Linked DNA regions of Mus musculus: region 1 is linked to region 2. The links are chromatin contacts, called in public Hi-C maps. All regions are on one chromosome and are shown on one strand. Each heading gives the region's core, a stretch centred on a gene start, on an enhancer-like site or on the middle of the called end of the contact. The rest is flanking DNA. Distances are from core to core; before and after follow the strand shown.

What was found. A called contact is a pair of places that touch in the nucleus more often than the background predicts.
Region 1: a contact with region 2 is called in a Hi-C map of uterus, with 4 times the contacts expected there. The contact joins the promoter of Fam13a here to the promoter of Abcg2 in region 2. A contact is called at or near these places in 3 of 39 promoter capture datasets (cranial neural crest, liver and second pharyngeal arch cranial neural crest), 2 of 484 Hi-C or Micro-C datasets (myocytes and uterus) and 1 of 115 datasets of contacts at active chromatin or transcription factors (astrocytes).

The regions. Positions count from the first base shown.
Region 1 is chr6:59,022,826-59,026,064 of GRCm38.p6, forward strand. Fam13a (family with sequence similarity 13, member A) reads right to left here and starts at 1,677. Exons shown (of 18, transcript NM_153574.2): 1 at 1,487-1,677. The coding sequence starts at 1,515. It overlaps Gm52905 (a long non-coding RNA gene), which reads left to right. Exons shown (of 2, transcript XR_003956447.1): 2 at 1-2,085.
Region 2 is chr6:58,638,947-58,641,876 of GRCm38.p6, forward strand. Abcg2 (ATP binding cassette subfamily G member 2 (Junior blood group)) reads left to right here and starts at 1,600. Exons shown (of 16, transcript NM_001381927.1): 1 at 1,600-1,681.

The sequences.
Region 1 (3,239 bases), core at 427-2,926, 380 kb after region 2:
AAGTCATGACTCAGCATTCTGCAATGCACACTGAGATTTCTAGTTTCACTATAGCGACCAACAATGTAAAATAGTTTTCAGGAACTCACATGGTCATTTTTGCTCTACATAGCAGGCATTCTATTTTTGTGTAGCTACAACAGGGCTTAGTAATGGCCAATACTTTTTATCTAAAACATGACCTGCTTAGAGATCTTGAGGACCGACATCATTGGAAGGACAAAAGTTCCCAACCTAACAATTAGATATTAAAACTCCAAAAAGTGTACATTAGTTTTGTTCTCTTAGAAATTTCAAGCATGGGGACTTTTCCACCAAATCAATGTAGAATTATAGATTACTCTACACAGCACTTTCTTCTACATTAAGTATCAATTCTCTGATAAGGTACTCTGAACACCACATCAAGTTCCTATTACAGTGGACATGTCAGGACAGCAAAAGAAAAACAACCACACTGGCTCTCACCACAGCCAGCCTGAAGGAATCTCTTTACCAAAAATGATACACTTTTAAAATCATATTTCTGTTGCTAAAGCACAAACAAAATATACATGGGATTGTTTCTTTTCAGTAAATTCATTTCATCTAAGTATTTTCAATAAATTGCCATTACTGTCTGATTTTTGACAATACCATTTTCCATAGAAAACTGTAAATGAAACATATATATGAAGTCAAATGTCACTATCACTAAGTAATTGCAATTCAGATGTAACCATATGATTAGCACAAGTCAGTTTTTAAACTATGAACTGTGACCTTGGGCGGCTCAGACTTTCTGTGGGGACAGGACTCAGTGATTTCTGTAGTGGCTTTAACACACAGCACTCAGCACTCGGGTCTACTTCACCAGCAGTGTGCTTCCTAACAGCCAGGGCTATGTACAGTTAGTTACCTTTATTTATTTCTATAGGACTCAGAGAGACACCCCACCCCCTGCCCCCATCACAGTCCTCAAAAGCAAAGCCAGAACCCTGTGCTCTATCACTCTTACACAGCATTTTTTTTTTCCTTTTTGGTTTTTGTTTTTGTTTTGTTATTTTTTTCCAAGCGTCATTTGGGTAACCAATCTACCTAGAATTATTCAAGGAAAAACATTGTTCTCAACCTTTATTCCGATAACTACAATATACTTGAAGAAAGTCCTTGCCTAGAGAGCAGAGAATCAGATCCATCTATGAGCTCTAACAGCCTGGAGACCCAGGAAGCCCATTCAGTTTGCTTTGCTTCGGTTTGCAGAGGTATTGTCTTAAATACACTTCCCTTAAAAGAAGGTATAGCTGAACCCAATAATCATGAGCAACTACACAAAAGTGTCAGTGAAAGAGAAGTGCGCTATTTAAATGTTTCTATCTGGTCTGAGGAAAGAGCACTGTGCAGAACAGACTGCAAGGTTTGCAGCCTGTTACTAATGATGCCGAGAGCACTGGCCAAGTACGCTGCCCAGAAAATACCAAACAGCATAAGAAGCAGAGAACACTACCTTCGCAGCGGCATGATTTCACAAGCCATCCTCGTGTGCGAATCTGCACGGGATCCCCGAGTGCCTTCCAGTCAAGCCCTGTGTGCAGGACCCGCGGAACACACAACCTGCTGCAGCTGACACTGCCTCTCCACCTCCAGCTGCAGGCAAGGATATTTATCGGCTGCCTCCACATTTACACTGCAGTCCACTTTGACCTTTTGTTCCAGCGAAGCAGCTGAAACCCAGAGCCAATCAGAGGCGGAGCAGTGGAGTGTGAAAGGCTGCTCCTCCTCCTGATCCTCCTCCCGCTTCTCCCGCTCCTCCTTCTGTCCCCACCCCACTTTGCTCTGCTCGCTGCTTAGTGGGCTTGGCAAGCCCCAGCAACCTGAAACTTTCCTCTGAGAGGTTCCAGACAAGTCTGTCAGTCTGTGAAGAGCAACCAATAACTGCAGAGGAGCCCAATCCTGCATGGCTCAAAGTGCAAGAAAAGCCAGCAAGGAAATGCAGTGTCAAGGACAGACAGCGTCCCTTAAGGTCCCGTTTCTTTGAGGCCCAAGTTGGACTGCACCTTGTTTTTTTCTAAAATAAATAAACAAATAAAAACTACCCAAACAGTAGCCAGAGAAAGCTTTTCCAGATTGTTCTAGGCTTTTCCTGACGAAATACCTGAACCCTTGCCCTACCCACAGTTTCTTCCCCAGATACTTATTTACACTAGGTTGTGAGCAGTTCCTGGTGACATCACTCAAGGGGAAGAGGACAAGGTGCCCTAACTGGATTCAGGTCTTCAGGAGATCAAAACATCTACTGGTGTGGCCCTTCTGTTTGTTGTTTTTACATTCTACCCAAAATGTCAACTGCACTTGGAAGAGATTTGTTTCTTATTATATATTCTTATATTTTACAAAACCAATTTTTCCAATAAGATTTTCTAAGTGCTTGTAAATGATCTTTTATTATTTTGTATCTCACATATGTGTGTGTGTGTGTGTGTGTGTGTGTGTGTGTGTTTGCCTGCATCTGCATGGCATGTGTGACTGTTGCCTAAGGGGGCCAGAAGAGGGCATTGAATCCTCTGGAACTAGAGTTACAGATGGCTAAGTGGCCATGCTGGGAACCAAACCTGGGTCCTCCAGAAGAGCAGCCAGTTCTCCAGCCCCTGTAATTTCTTCAGGGCCACTCACTATTTCTAGGGAAGTAATTGTAGTTCACAGGCTTCATACAATGCAAGAAACACATCTTGTACAATTTATTTCATATTATGCAAATTTAATAAGTTCTAACACAGCCTACTTTCGCATTAACCTGATACAAGCTAGAGTTACATAGAAGGAAAGAATCTCAATTGAGAATAGCTTTTAAGACCTTTTTCTTAATTAGTAACTGGACGGGGAGGGCCATTGTGGATGGTGCCACCCTGGGCTGGTGGTCCTGTGTTCTATAACAAATCGAGGTAAGCATGTCACGATGAGCAGGCCAGTAAGCAGCATTGGTCCACAGGTTCTGCATCAGCTCCTGCTTCTAGGTTCCTGCCCTCTTGGAGTTCCTGTCCTGGCTTTTTTAAATCATGAATTTAATGTGCAAGTGTGAGCCAAATAGTGTGTGAGGGCGCGCATGAGCGTGCGCGCGCACACACACACACACACACACACACACACACACACATTTGCTTTCTGGTCATGATGTTTTCATTGCAGTAATAGAAACCCTAACTAAGACATATTGCAAATTAAAATTACCTGTGCTTATAGAAAACATTTACATTTTAGTA
Region 2 (2,930 bases), core at 350-2,849:
CAGAAGCCTGGCACTGAGATTTACACCATTGGACTTTGATTTTGCTCTGATCTGACTGTGACTGTGCCTGATATTTTCTTCTTGGAATAAGAAAGGGTTGAACTTGTTTTGATTTTATAGGAGCACACACACTTGAAGAAACTTTAGATTAAAAAAAAAAAACAACAACGAAAAAAAAAACCAAGAGAATGAATGAACTTTTAAATTGCTTGATTTGTAAAGACTACTTGACTTTTATGTTTTATATTGTCATGTTTATTAAGATCTTGGGAATGTTAAAAAAAGAAAAGTTATTGTTAAATAGTGTTGTGTTGATGTGTCTGGCTCACAAAGGGTCAAGTGCCTGGACTATCTTGTTATTAAACTTGCCACAAGCTAGAGTCATCTGAGAAGAGGGGCTTTCAATTGGAAAAAAGGTGTCCTTAATATCTGGCTATAGGCAAGCCCTTAAGGCATTTTCTTCATTAGTGATGAATGGGGTGGGCCCAGCCCATTGCAGGTGGGAGACTTTCCTGGGCTGGTGGTCCTAGGTTCTATAAAACAAACTAATAAACTTTGCAAGCCATGATACAGCCAGTAAGCAGCACTCCACCATGGCCTCTGCGTCAGATCCTGCCTCCAGATTCTTGCCCTGTTTGAGCTCTTGCCTTCACTGCTTTCAATGATTGACCATGGTGTCAATCATTGAATCTTTTATTAACAAGACCAAGACATGAAAAAGGGACCTTTATCCCAGTGACAAAAAAATGTAGCCAGTCATTGTAGCTGTTGATTTCCTAAGGAGAGAAACTCATGATCAGTACTTTTTTCTTGTAACATGACCCGAGTAGAAGTTGATCATGCATTTATTTTTCTCGATTAAAAATTTAAAATAATTGAAGGGGGAGGTGGAGAGATGTGATGATTGACCATGGTGTGTAAGTGTAAGCAGAACAAACCCTTTTCTCCCCAAGTTGCTTTTGGTCATGGTGTTTCATCAAAGCAATAGAAACCCTAAGACTGTAGCCATAGCTGTGTTTCTCGGGATTACCTGGATTTAGGAGGTTTTACCCTCATGAGATGAATTTGGTGTCTTCCAGTGTCTTTTTTCCCTATGGCATTCTGTACAGCCACCTAAGTGAAGTCCCCAACTTCTAGCATAGGACCCTTCCATTTTGGGCAGCTGCCTGGTAAAGTTCCCAAACAAGTAGGGAATCAGATCATTTTAGGAGCAGCTCTCTTCCTCTCATCAAAAGGCCATCCACCCCATCTCCGTAAATCCCGGGAGAGTCCACACAAAGCCCAGCCTGCCACAGTTATAATAGTAATTTGCCTAAATTGCATCTTGGGTATCTTGTGGGTCCTCCAGGTTCACAGGGTGAAGGTACTCTGAGTATATTTTCTTTCCGAGGCTTCTTATCGCAGGTCAGCGCCTTGCCTCCGCCATGACCCGGGGCTCTCTGCTCTCCGCTCTCCGCCCTCCGTCCAGGAGCCTGTGCAGCACAGGAAGCCCCCCGCCCACATGTGTCCAGCTGCTCCTGGGACCGGCTTCTCCTGCCGGCGAGCTGCGGGGCGGCGCGAGCTGACGTCACGGCGGTCGGGCGCCTGTGCGGGGCGGGCAGACGCTCCTGGCGGGCGAGCGTGTGCAGGTCTGAGTGTGTGCGAGTTCTGGCGCGGCTGCTGCTCCGCCAGGGACCGCGAGGTGAGCGGAGTGCGGGGAAGCTCCGGGAGTGTGCTAGGCGCCGCGGGGGCGAGTGGCGGCCCTGTGGGGCTCGGCGTGGGGGCGAGGGGGACCGCGTGGTGTGGGTTGTGAAAGTGAGGAGGAAACAAGGACTGACAGTTCAGTCATTTCTCCAGAAGCTTGTGCGGTGCGGTGATAGCAGGAGGATAAAGTCCAAACCTGTTTGCTCCAACTGTTTGGAAAGGATAAGACTTCTTGAATGGATAGATTAAACTGCCTGAACGACAGTCAGCCCCACAGTGGAGAAGTTTTCAAGGGGACTGAAGAGCACCTACCCCAACCCCGGGCCTAAAGTTTCTCAATTTTAGGTGTATTGTTACTTTCTGGGTTCCCTTTCTAACCTTTCTGTGGAGAGTTGAATCTTATTTTTATCGTTATGTTTTGCCTTTGACCTTACATTTTGTTCTTTGTCAGTTGCACGCGTGGATGAAATGCATTCTGATTACTCTTTTCCGTTTTTCTACTTTCATTTATTTATTTATCTATTCGTTTATTTATTAATTTTCGACTGAAGGAGTCTTTCTATGACTCCCAGACTGCCTAAGACCTCGAGCTCAAACAATTCTGATGTCTCAGCCATTCCAGCACTGGGACTATTCCAGGGCACTGTCATACCAAGCTATTGAGTTTTAATAATTAACTTTAAAATTTGACCTGCTTATTACAGTAGTTACCAAAATAATACTGAAAAGGTTTCTGTGGAGAGTCGAGTCTTAACTTTTATCGTTACTTTTTTCCTTTGCCTTACAGCCGTTTCCCATTCGCTGGGAAGTCCCTGAGGGAGTTTGAGCTCATAATTCATTTACTTATAAAGAAAACTGAAGTGTTTAGGGATTCATTCAAAGGTGGTAGTATAACAGTTATTTAAAATAGATATGAGTGGATAGGGGTTGACCAAGATTATTTCTCCTGCCCCAGTGATGATTAATCTCAGTGGTATGTGCATTTTCTCAGGAAGGGTGAATGCAGTCTTGGTGAGATCAGAGACACTGTGGAAGCTGGGTTGATGTCTGATTTGTATTGAGCCTGGGGGAAATGGCTAGAAATTAAAGTAACATGTCCTAAATCCTTCAAGTTATCCTGCAGGATAAAGAGTACGTTTTGTGACTTCCCTCTGATGGCATTCCAGGTAGTCATCCTTCAAAGAAAGAGTGAGACTCCCAGAGGGCCTATGACCCTAACTGTCTTTATTCAGGAAACTGGCCTGGCT